Linked DNA regions of Mus musculus: region 2 is linked to region 1. The links are chromatin contacts, called in public Hi-C maps. All regions are on one chromosome and are shown on one strand. The core of a region is the stretch at or near the end of the contact, and the rest is flanking DNA. Distances in the headings are between cores, read along the strand shown. Region 1 overlaps Gm30055 (a long non-coding RNA gene). Region 2 overlaps Rerg (RAS-like, estrogen-regulated, growth-inhibitor).

Region 1 (6,497 bases), core at 2,512-5,011:
TAGACATTCTTTCCTGCCTTTTATTATCAACCTGCTGTACTGAGTTGAAGAGTGTTCTTCAAATTCATGTCTATTACCAAACTCAGAGTATGACCTCATTTCAAAGTCTAATCTTGCAGAGTCAATGTTAAAATGAAATCATAACAAACTAGAGAGGTAGAGAGGGCTTAAATCCAATCAATGATTCTCTGTCTGTCTGTCTGTCTGTGTATGTGTGCTCTGTGTGTACTAAGGGTGTCTGTACATACATAAGTGCATGCATTTGGAGGACAAAGACTGGCTGTCCGAGACATTTCTCAGGCTCTATCGACTTTGTTTATAGAGACAGTCTCTACCTGGTGTCTGCAGCTGGCAAGCAGGTTAGACTGGCTGGCCAGAAAGGGATCCACCTCTCTCTGCCTCCCAAGATCTGTCCTGACACGTGTGTAGCTACAACTGTCTTTTTATAAGACTTTTGAATACCAAGTTCAGCATCTTGTGTGTGCAGGGCAGCTCTCTCCTCTGCTCCAGACTAGTATGTTTGTAAGAGAAGAGCAAGGGATATTGTGATGGTCTGTATATGCTTGGCCCAGGGAGTGGCACTATTTGGAGGTGTGACCTTGCTGGAGTAGGTGTGTCACGGTGGGATTGGCCTTTAATACCCTAGTCCTAACTGCCCAGAAGTCAGATTTCTCCTAGCAGCCTCCAGATGATGATGGAGAACTCTCAGCTCCTCCTACGCCATGCCTGCCTGGATGCTGCCATGGTCCCACCTTGATGATAATGGACTGAACCTCTGAACCTGTAAGCCAGCCCCAGTTAAATGTTATCCTTATAAGACTTGCCTTGGTCATGGTGCCTGTTCACAGCAGTAAAACCCCAACTAAGACAGATATTTAGGCAAAAAGGAGTCCTAGCTGATGATGCTATGTGACAACTGTGACAGTCACTGCTGTTGAAAGCACAGATGCCAAGGTTTGCCAGAAGCCACCAGAGCCTTCCTCTGGAGCTCTCTGGCGAAGCACAGCCCTGCCATCTCATTGATGCTGGGCTTTTAGCTTCCTGCATTTCCAGGGAACTCACAGAGTTCTTTTGCTTCTGACCACTCAACATGTGGTGCTGTTACTGGCTTCTAGGGAAATGAATACATCCACGGTCACAGACGGCTCACGTGCTCTCCCACTGAACACTCAAAAATGCATTGGGTTTAAAGAGGGAAATTTCAATAGGTTCCAAGAAAAGTACCAGAGTGAGATACTGCAAGTGTCTGGGGGAGGGGGCGGGGCGCAGGGAGGGGGACAGGAGTGCTGGCCCAGCATCTGAGGAGAAAGCGCGCAGTAGAGAGAGCAGGGCGGAAAGCATTGGCGAGAGGCTCTGTGCTTTTTCTGTTTTACATTCTTTGCAGGGCCAGGTTAACTGGCCTCTGCTCTGCTTGTCTCTACTGGTCATGTAACACGCTTATAAGATGCTTTATAAATTATCTCAGGAGTTTCTCTTTTTGTAAAAAAAAAAAAAGATTTATCTATTTATTTATTTTATGTTTGTGAGTACACTGTAGCTGTCTTCAGACACACCAGAAGAGGGCATCAGTTCCCATTACTGACGGTTGTGAGCCACCATATGGTTGCTGGGAATTGAACTCAGGACCTCTGGGAGAGCAAGCAGTCAGTGCTCTTAACTGCTGAGCCATCTCTCTAGCTCACGAGTTTCTATTACGATGCTTTAGACATTTTGTGCATGTAAGTCAATATTCCTGGAGTCGATATCTGTTAAAGTGAAGCCTGCATTGTAGACAAGGGAGCACTCATTAAAAGAATGAGCCTCGGGCCCATTATCCGAGCTACTTGAGAAGCTGAGGCAGGAGGATCACAATGTCAAAGTCAACCTAGACAGTTCTCTGACATACTAGTTCAAACTGGAAGTAACACAGGATCTGGGTGTGGATTTGGCTCAGGGGTAACGTGCTGGTCCAGCATGTGTGCGGCCTGAGGCACAACCTCATTGGTACAAAAAGTGAAGAAGTGAAGAAAACAAAACCCAAAAACCCTTCACACAGAAGCCTTATAAAGTCGATCAAAGCTGCATGTTTGCCCTGGCTCTGGCCAGAAAAGCCCTTCAAAACACTATTATCTGTACAAACGACTCTTCATTTGATTTCATAAAACTTTTCAATGGGTATTTTCAGTGCTCTGTAGGAAAACAACACTAGGCTTCAAGTTGATTGCTTTCTTTGAGTCAGCAAGTGTTACGTCTTGCATGGAACTTCAACTCCTGGTCTCATAAAAGAACGGAAACAGGGAGCAACAACCCCAAAAGACTATAGTTTCACAAGAAAGAGAGCCTGTGTTGACAATCTGGGGCCTTCGACTAACTCCAGCCCAGACTCTCAGATGGTGGACTCGCTCTGTGACGTTAAGGCAAACGGTTCAGCTCCTGCAGATACAATTTACTGTTTGTTTATAGCTATGTGGCATCAAAGATGCTATGTAAAGCCACCCGACTTTAGTTTCCTTTCCCATAAAATGAAAACCATGGCTTCTTGCAGGGTAGCCATGGCAACAAAAATAAGTTTCTGTATCAAAAGCAGGAAGAACAACGCCTGATGCAGCAATAACTGATATTCATAATTCCTTTAGAATGTGTCTTCCCTTTCATCCTGGCCTTATGCCTTTTCAGGATAAGGAGAAAGTTATCCATCTGGCTATCTCTCAAAAGTACCAAATAAAATATGTTGCTCACAGCAACTGCTCGGTAAAGCTTCCTGACCCAAGTTTCCAAGTCAAGGATAAAGGCTACGTATTATCTAGTTGGTAGGAGTTGTTATTATTAATTTTTAAATATCCAGTTATCTGGGAAAAAATGAGAGAAAGCATCTTTTGGGAAAACATCTGTGGAGAAGACGTTCCCACGAGAACGTTTTTATCAGGTTGGAAAATGCTTTTCAAAATCCCCCCTCCTTGGGGGCTACATTCTTCCCCTCTGGCGACACTCTCTGTTCTCATAGAACAGTCTGGAACATACCCACGCTGTGAAGGAGCCTCACCTTATTGCTTTCTTAATCTTCCTTCCTGCTCCAGGTTTCCCTGAGAACCCTTCCTCCCCGGAGATCAAACAGGAAATTCGTTACTTCATTAACTTTATTGCTTCTGTCTTTGGAAGTCCTGAGGCTTGGGATCGTAATTATATACCATTTATAAATATTATCTCTCAGAGAGAGCTAATAGCTTCTTTGTAATGCACTCTCGTGACTCTGTGGCTGCTAAATTTATGTGTCTGCCACGTCTTAAATAAAGTTTATAAACTGATTCCTATAAAATGATGTCAGACTTTCTGCTCAGATTAGAATCTTTAAGCTCATCAGCTAATCAGCAAGCAGAATTACAAATATAATAGAACATTCTGACCAGACCTTAAAGACCAGGACAAATTCAAAAGTAACCTCAACAAGTGAGATTCAGATGTAGTGTGTGGAGGTCAGTATGCACAGCTTCCGGGGATCAGAGAAGGGATACACGGCTTCCTGGGTGTCAGACAAGGGATGCACAGCTTCCGGGAATCAGAGAAGCGCATAGTTTCGAGGGTTGGGGGCTTGGGGGTCAAAGAGGCGACACACAATAGAGGGTTTAAGGAATTTTAGAGAGGAGTGGGACGGTAGTACAGGGCCAGTAGGTGAAAGTGTACCTCAAGAAGAAATTGTTTTCCACCATGTGGGTTCAATAGAGAGCAGCATTGTGTGTCGATCTCATTTCCATACAAGGAAACGCCCACAAACACTGCTCCATGCCCCTCCCACAAAAAGGGAGGGACAAACAACTTCTGTTTTGGCGGAGATTTGGAGGCGTGGCCTTATCTCCAGGACTGATAACCTGCTGGGAGGACAGAACATTGTGGATTTAACTTAAAAAAAAAAAGGGATCTTCTTTAGTTGAGCAAGTGGTAGCAGTTGTTCCTTATAAAATAAATAATAGCTGCAAAACTAAATGACTTAACATAGTTGAAGTGTTTACAGCAGGCCCTAGCCTGTCATAGGAGACCAATAAACATTTGCGATCATGACATTACTATCTTTAGAATAATTACTGGGAGTATTTTATTCAAACCATTATTTAAGATCTTGCCGTCTCCCATGGCCACCCTGGAATGGCTGAACTGCTATGTCAAGAGATGTGACAGCCTGGGCAGTGGTGGTGCATGCCTTTAATCCCAGCACTTGGGAGGCAGAGGCAGGTGGATTTCTGAGTTCAAGGCCAGCCTGGTCTACATAGTAAGTTCCAGGACAGCCAGGGCTATACGAGAAACCCTGTCTCGAAAAACAGAGGGAGAGAGAGAGAGAGAGAGAGAGAGAGAGAGAGAGAGAGAGAGAGAGAGAGAGAGAGAGAGGGAGGGAGAGAGGAGAGAGAGAGAGAGGAGAGAGGAGAGAGAGAGAGGAGAGAGAGAGGAGAGAGAGAGAGATGAGAGAGAGATATGAGAGAGAGGGGGGAGAAAGAGATATGAGAGAGAGAGAGAGAGAGAGGAGAGAGAGAGAGAGAGGACAGTCGTTGTATGACTCCGATAGGCACAATTCTGCTGGAAGAAGGGAGTTAGTTTTTTTTTTTTTTTTAAGACAAAAGGCCTGGGCTGGAGAGATGGCTCAGCAATTAAGAGCACTGCTCTTCCTGAGGTCCTGAGTTCAATTCCCAGTACCCAAAGGTGGCTCACAGCCATCTGTAATGGGATCTGATACTCTCTTCGGGTGTGTCTGAAGACAGCTGCAGTGTATTCACATACATAAAACAAACAAACAAAAAACCCTAAAGGCCCAAAAAGGAACGAAGATAATTAATATCTGAGATGATGGAAAAGGCGGGGCCTAGCGTTCTGTAGTGACCTGGACAAGTAATTACAAGTATGAGAGAGCTGGGGTCCCTGAGGACTCTTTGCAGTCTCTGGGGCCCCTCTATTCTCAGAATACAAGGAATTTGGACTGTTTTCTTCCTCCTTGGGTCTGTGGCTCTTGTTCTCATCCACGATTGGCTTCGGAGGAGACTTCTAGCATTCACTTCCTTCCTTTAACTGACCACCAAGAAGTCCCTACTCATCAGCTTCCCTACTAACCTCAGAAAGGGAAGAGCCTGGTGGCCTGGTGCTAAGGAGTGAAAGAAAACAGTGTCAAAGTCGCCATGCTCTTGGGGACTTCTGAGCTAGGGTGGGAATGGTCTCCTCTGATCAGTGCAGATCCCCGTGCCTTCTTCTCTGTCTGGAGGTAGAATTTATCAGAGAGTATCATAATTTGTGCAACTTTGTCCTTTTTAATAAGAAAAGGGGGTATAATTGAGGTGGACTAATTAGGGTGATTGCAAGTGAGTGGCTTGTATCTCAGAGGAGTTCCAAGCAAAGTCCTCACATTTGGTGTCACCTACCATGCATGTCTACCTCTTCACTGGGAATGTTGCTGGAGGATGACCATTCAGCTCAGACCTCAGTTTCCTGTTAGTAATCACAGACTCTAAGTTCTGTAACACACTTCAATCATTTGGAGGGTTTGCTTACACAGAGAATGTTGGCCCCACTGTTCGAGCATCTTATTTTGGGTCTAGGTTAGGGCCCAAGAATATTTGCCTTTCCAAATGTTTCAAAGAGCTGCTGGTTCTGTGTCGATGAGCTGTGGGAACCATTCATTTACAGTCCTATCTTGGTCTTCCTGCCTTCTCTTCAAATAAAGAGAGCCTGTGTGCAAATAGTAGGCAGGGGGTGGGGAACGGGAATAAAAAGGCTGGTGGGATTGTGTCACGAAAGACCCACACAAGGTTGGTAGGCTTTAGGCTCCATCAAGGCCTGAAACTGTCTGTGATGCTCTGATTCTCAAGTAACATTCAAAAATGTTTAACTTTGCTGTGTGTTAAGCTGGTATGACCGGGCTTTGTACCAAACAACAAAATAACCAACCAAAAGAAACTCAGCAAAACACAGTTATGTTAGGGCCTGGACAGAGTGTCTCTCTTTACTCCTCTAGATCATTGCAAACACTATTTGTCCACAGGAGCTTGTCACCCTCACCCACAACAATACCAACATGACAGCCACCATCTGTTCATTTGTGGATATGTTGTCACTCTCAGCGGATAGACACTCCTCTGGGTAAACGTAGGCACGGAAGGCAAAGTCCAGTATGTGTTTGGTGAACCCAGAGTTATCAATGCATTTACTGGACAATATCTGCTAACAACCAAAGAAGTGTTATGCACTAAGCCAGCGGCTAGAAGGAAATAGTAAAAGATCCTCTTTCCTACATAGGTTAGAAGGTGTCAGCTAATACTATACCACCATTCTATAGCCATCAAATGGTAATGCTGACTTTGGAACTTGTCGTTGTCATCTCCACTCCTGGCCAGTGGCGACAAGAATGACACAGACACCAAGTTGGGTTCATGCAGCAATGCCTTTACTTCAGGCTTTTTCTTTTACAGCTCTCTTCCCCAGCAGCTTCTTCTTAGGGCAAGGGCTAAACTACTCACTACTCTACCACTACTCACAGCAAG
Region 2 (6,497 bases), core at 2,976-5,475, 110 kb before region 1:
CGTTCGGTTTCTCTAGCTGCGTGAGACCTGGTGCTCTGGAAACCAGGCCTGTGTTAGCAGGCCCAGGGGTGGACTGAAGCCAGGACTTTTGTGATTCCCTCCAACCTTGTTTTCCTGTGGAAACACGGCCCCAGAGCTCTATGCTCGCTCGAGGGTTGAGGCACCAAGTTTATATAGCTTTACTGGAAACTCTTGTTGTCTCCCTGTGTGACAGTTTCTTCTAATTTCACTGTCTTTTTTTTTTTTTAATTCTCCAGCAGGCAGAGATTGGTCACAAATACACAGGTGGCCCCAGGTGTGTGAATATTTTTCAGATAGTTGGTCATGCATCAGACATATTGGGAGTGCCAAGACTAAAATGCACAGATGACATAAACACAGCATCTAAGGGTGGCTGGAGTATTGCTGGCTGTGTTGTTTACACCATCTGACAGGGCGGATGAACTGCTCCGTGTTCGAAGCAGCAGAAGCCTTTCTGTGTTCTGGAACCATTAGCAGATGGCCGTGGCTGCTGTTTGTGATTCCAGTGGATTTTTTTTTTTTTGGTGTCGTTTTATTTTTTTGTTTTTGTTTTTGGTGGTTTTTTTGTTTTTTGTTTTTTGTTTTTTTTCTTTTGACCAAAGGACATCAGCAAACTCTGGATTGCTTCTGATTATCAGGTTCCCCTTCATTCTGCATTGAGTTATGGTCAAAGCCAAGTTTGTACTTGGCTTCCTAATGGGCTATGTGAACATTTATAACAGACTTTCTTTCTGTTTTGGTCTGGCAGATTTTGAAAGGAACTGGCCTCACAGGGATGGCAGCATGAAGCGGACCAGGTGGTCATGTCCTGAGGCAATCTGGACAAAGCCTCTGCACTCTGCAGACTGGCAAAGAGACTTGGTGGATAATAGCAACCTCAAAGACATATATCAAAAAGAGAGTGTGCACCCAGCCCTAATACAGCCATCACAAAGTACTTGTGCGCTAAGCAGCTTAACAGAATGTGGTCTCTGTAGCACTGTGAGAGAGAGGTCTGGAGTTGCTGGCCAGCACTTGCTTTCTTCCAAAGGCTAAGGGAGAGTCTGCCCTGTCTTTCTCTGCTAGCTTCTGGCAACTTTGAGTATGCCTTGGTCTTTCTTCTGTTTTTCGTATTCATGTATTGATTCATTTGTTCACTTCTGCATGTGTGCACACAAGGGCATGTGCACATGAACACCTGTGAGTAAACCTGTAGGCAGAAGAGGACACTGGGTATCCTTTCTACCATCTTTCTTCTAGTCTTTTGAGGCAAGATTTCTTCTTGGATGTACATTTTTGTCTTTTCCAGCTCAGCTGGCATACGGCAAACCCTAGCTATCCTTTTGTCTCCATCTCTCATAGAACTGGTGTTATAAACATGTAGAGAGAACCCAGCTTGTCCCTCACGATTATGTGGCAAGTGCCCTTAAGTCCTGAGCCATCCCTCCAGTCCCTGTATTCATGTTTTAACATCACCTAGTTCTGTGTGTATCTGTCTCTGTTATCAAACTCCCCTTTTAGAAGAACACAGTTGTAATTGATAACAGCCCAGGAAGCCATCTTAACTGCATTAACAATAAAGTCTGCAAAGACTCTGTTTCTAGATAAGGTTACATGTGTGAGGGTGGGGACTTTAGGGTCACTGAGGAGAAAAGAGTGGGGGTAAAGACTTCGGGGGTCACTGTGGAGGACACTGTTCAACCTGCAAAACTCTCCATCTTGAAAAATTCCCAAGGAATGTAATGTAGAGTTGTGGAGTGTGTAATGTATAGTGGAGTGTATAGACTCAAATAATTTGCCTTTGGTGGATGTATTTATTCCAGATGCCTTATCTAGGTGCGGGGCAAACAAAACATCAAACTTTGGATCTCTTCTTTTTTTATAAATTACAATTATTCTTTAATTCCGAATTTCCCAGGGACCGGTTTTTACTAGATCCGCCTAGAACTTGCTAGCATTTTTCTGAATGGTATTGTTCCTCTTTCATTTGTAAACCTTAGAGTCTCTCTTGCTTTTTAAACTCACATCTAAAGATCAGGATAGAGAATTTCTTTTATGAACAAAGCACGCATCTCCAGTCCTGTTGCAAGGGAAATTTAATGAAAGATCATTCATTTGAAATGAACAAGGCTCGCACTCTGGGCTCCTACGCTCTCCCTTCCAGAGCCATGGCCTTCACAGTGGTTGGTAGTGTTGTGTAGAAACGGTAGATCATTTTAAAATTCAAGATGAACGCCAATCACAGTGCCCCCTCCTTTCTTTATGGAATCCCTGGGTGACCCTGAGGCTGCAGAGTGACTGGAAAAGCACTGACCCAGAAAGTCAATGTGTGACAAGTCACATTTTCCTTATTACTTAAGGGAAACTGTGCTGTTAATTTTTATTCTTAATCCATCTGCTAAGTGTAAACCCATGACTCACTGAAGTGCCTTCCTCCTACACTGTAAATATTAGGACTTACAAAGAGGCTGAGTCCACGCCAGTGAGCAAGTTCTTTCCTGTATTTATTCACTTGCAGAGGGGCGGCTGGGGGAAGCATTTTTTTTCCCTAAGTAACAGCAGAAACTTTAGTCATTAAAAAGCAATGTATTTTCAAAGAAAAGTTATACCAATAAAAGAATCTTTTTTAAAGATAATAATATAATTGCATTAGGCTTTAATACCTAAAAACATGCAGGCTGGCTCTGGTTCTAATCAAAAACAGCTCTGTTAAACTTCAAATACTATATACAAAGTCAATTTAAAAAAAAGGTTTGATTTTGGCAGATGTCTATTCCAAGTAACAGGGAACCATGAGGCAGGAGCCCCACCTGGATTTGGCTTCCCCAGTTCAAGTCATTATACCTTTTCTAAGACAGGCTGATATGATAACTTGGCCACAGTATCACAGAAGGGCACAGTGTCACACACGGCCTCTGTCCTTCTAGCAGTCTCTCGCCTGTATCTGACCTAGATCAAGGAGCATAAAGTAATAATTCCTCCATTGTGAGGTGCCTACGCTGTCCAGAGCAGGAGCTTTCCACCTGAACTTTCTCTGGGCTTTTGAGTTTGGAGGGGAGAGAGCACTGTGCACAGTAACTTCAGAGACAGCCTACATGCCTTGGAAGAGGGAGCAGAAATAACAGACAGTATCCGAAGCAGGCACACCGATACATTTAGAAGCACGTGAGTCACCCTGGGGCAGGCAGAGGTGCTGAAGGTTAGGCTTCTTAGTAATATAACCTCAACATCGTTGCACCTTGGCTAATCGTCTCTGCTTCCCTGTCTGCCTTCTCTAGTTGCCTGGCCTCTGCGCTTTCCATCCAAGGGACTATCATTCTCTGCTTTGTCCTTGTGAAATTTGGTGTGGTTTTTTTTTCCCACCAGAACCTTCCTGTTTTCTTTTGTTTATAAAGATTAGGTCGTCTCTCTGTCTTTTAACAAAAGCCAAAGATGAGGCTAAAGGATCTCTTTGGTTGCCAAAAGGACAGTAGCCACCCTTCTTGCCGTGAAGAGCAGTGGAATTTAACAGTGCAGGACAAACCAGGCCGTGTCTTCTGTGTTTTATAATTCCACAGTGGTTGCATGTATTTTGTAATTATCTCTGAAGACCTTTATTAATCTGCAGAGTGCAGACAAGGAGACGCTATTTATTGTTCATTTAAACTGTTGTGGGACAAGTCAGAACTTTGTACAGAGGACACACTTGGCATTTATTGTCAAAGCACAGCTTTTACAATCAAACGATTTTGGCAATTAGAGAGGACCTTAGCAATAAGGGTAGCAGACAGTTCATCAATCTCCTATAAAAGGAATACACATCTTACCTGACTTCTACAGGACAGACCGGCATAATGGGGTGGGGGCATTCTGATGGCACCGAACTTGCTTTCTTTGCAAGGTGGGGAGGGCTTTCAACACCTCTTCAGAAAGCTTCGTGCATTCTGGTGGTGCCCTCTGGTGGATAGATGGAAGGCTTAGCTGACACCCCTCAATTTAGGGGCATTTGTTTTCTCTGTAGTATTTGTGACTCTTGCTACCATGTAGCTCTCTCTCCTTAATCTTCTTCCCTTCTCAGGAGCCTAGAAGTTTCTGTGACAAGATGGCTTACCACAAACATCACTGGTTTGTGGTCAGGGAGGAGCGTCTACGGTAAAGTCAACCGAAGTGGAGGCCTTAGAGTGGCCTCCTGGTCACTGTGGGCGCAATTTAGCCGTTGCGTGCAAGCATCAGCCTTCGTTATGTTTTTGTAAATGGCTCAAAGCTGCGGGCTGCATCTCTGGCAAACTGCTTATGAGGAACAAAGGAGAAAGAGAATGTTTTTCATTTAAGAGGCATGTGGTTCTTATTGCCTTCCAGAGATTATGTTTTGTTTTCTCTTCATTTTATTTTTAAAGTTAGTTTTCCACTGTGAGATGAAGTGATTTTCATAGGAAATGTTGACAGTGTAGAAGGAGGGAGATGAAGCCCGTCGTACCAGATCGAGGACTGATCTGGGATGTCGCCAACGGCTCAGACTACTTCCTTGGAATGAACGCTGCTACAGAATTTAATGGGCTGATCTAATTTACCTATCTGTACAGCTGCATTGTCTGATTTTTAAAAATCCAATGAGAGCATTGCATTTATGAATTTCCTGTCTCAAATTAGGAATGTTATAATCAGAATGCTAACAATAGAAGCTACTTAGTAATGTCAAACCCTTACCTCAGCGGGGCCCCTTATCTCCATCCATGACCAATCTCTCCCCACAATCCCTGCCAGAGCTTGTTCAACGTCTTTGGTCCCTATTCAACCAGGATTTGTTTGTGTGACAGTAGTAAGCATAGCTTACCAGATCCTTATCACATAGGTCACACACAGCCTGACTGGATTTTACGTCTGACCTTCCTGCCTCGTACCTGTGACTTCTTGGATGAGGAATTTCCAGACTGGGATTCAGAGTCCTCCGTTTACTCCGAGAGAGGGAGAACATGCAATGTCCCTAAGGCCGTCAGAAAAACTCAGAGGAAAGGTTTCCATGATCGACTAATAATGCCTGACACGGGCACCAAAAGGGCATGGTGGAGGTCTGCAGGCCTCTCTCAGATGGCATTAATATACATTTGCATGCACACTCTCTTTTACAAGTATTTTATTAGATAATATTTATTAATCCGGCTTTGGGGTGCTATCGAATTGGAAGCAGAGGAAGGAGGATTGTGAGTTTGGGGCTGGGCAGCTACATAGCAAGACGCTGTCTGAAGATAAATTATAGAAATAAATAACTTAAAAGACTCTGAAAATGCCCTGGGGATGTAGCTCATTGCCCCTATCACAGTCATTATTGAGACTAGCATTACCAATTAAACAGTAATCATTGCAGTGCACATAATTCCAGCACTTGGCGGTCAGAAGTTCAAGGCCAGCCTGAACCATAGAGTATGATGAAGGATAGCCTGGGTTTCAGAATGAGGCCCTATCTTAATAAAACCGAAATAGATGAAGATTGCTAATGAACCACTGTACGAAGAGCTGGTGTTCCGAATCTCTGCTCGATAGACAGCTAACACAGGAGCTGCAGCATCTAGCTCATTCATGCCGATGGCTGTCAGTCATCAGGCCTCACGGGGTGCGCTGTCCAATCCCTGTGGCTTTGGACCTCACAGAACTGGTCAGAGCATTAGCTTTAGTGAGCACCCATTTCTCCCAAGTGGACAGCAGCTCCGCGGCCTCTCTTTCTTAAGCGGCATAGTAAGTCATGGACTCATATGGGCTTGTTTTGGAGGCACTTGGATCTCAGATGTCGTTCATCTGCCTGGAGTAATAGTCTTGCTCAGTGGTGAGTGCCACCAAACCAAATGTTGCTCCTCTTTCTCTTCCTTCCTTCCTTCCTTCCTTCCTTCCTTCCTTCCTTCCTTCCTTCCTTCCTTCCTTCCTTCCTTCTTTCCTCCCTTCTTGTCTTCCTTCCTTTCTTTGGTTTTGGGTACAGATATGAATCTAGAAAGCAGACACAGCAGTTTCCTAGTTCTAGTGCCTCTTCAGGACACTAGAATTGTACCGATGCATGAACGATGGCAGGAAAGGGTATAGTGTAGTGTGTAGTTCCTACTACCCCGCTTGAGGCTCTGGGCAGACTGCACTACCAGCCCCACCCAGGTTCCCTCAGATCTGAGGATGAAACACACAACACACACACACACACATCCACACACGCGCACACACACACACACACGGACACACACACACACAACACACACAACACGCACACACACACACGGGCACACACACGGGCACACACATACACATGGGCACACACACGGGCACACACATACACGGGCACACACACACACACACACACACGGGCACACACACACACACACACGGGCACACACGGGCACGGGCACACACACGGGCACACAAGCTTATTTTTTATATGCTTTAGCTCAATGGCCGGGAAGCCTCCCCTGGCTGCCACACCCTTCTTTTCACTCCCAGCTCAGTACTTCTAACTCTGCCCTCAACTTTGATTGATCAGT

What was found. Hi-C and Micro-C count contacts between places; a contact is called where the count stands out from the background.
Region 2: a Hi-C map of uterus shows a contact between it and region 1, with 3 times the contacts expected there. The contact joins two enhancer-like sites. A contact is called at or near these places in 7 of 484 Hi-C or Micro-C datasets (the C3H10T1/2 cell line, myocytes, tail fibroblasts and 2 more) and 2 of 115 datasets of contacts at active chromatin or transcription factors (both in embryonic stem cells).

What each region holds. Positions count from the first base shown.
Region 1 is chr6:136,987,280-136,993,776 of GRCm38.p6, reverse strand. It overlaps Gm30055 (a long non-coding RNA gene), which reads right to left. Exons shown (of 3, transcript XR_378077.3): 3 at 6,379-6,497. Among named protein-coding and RNA genes, the nearest start is that of Gm30055, 9.7 kb to the right of the region's middle. Within about 2 kb of position 3,761, at least 30 of the 459 cell types and tissues checked have an H3K27ac peak or open chromatin away from gene starts, as enhancers often do. A contact at or near this core is called in uterus, where this site is marked.
Region 2 is chr6:137,096,404-137,102,900 of GRCm38.p6, reverse strand. The region is part of intron 2 of Rerg (RAS-like, estrogen-regulated, growth-inhibitor); the gene reads left to right. Among named protein-coding and RNA genes, the nearest start is that of Gm52923, 12 kb to the left of the region's middle. Within about 2 kb of position 4,225, at least 17 of the 459 cell types and tissues checked have an H3K27ac peak or open chromatin away from gene starts, as enhancers often do. A contact at or near this core is called in uterus, where this site is marked.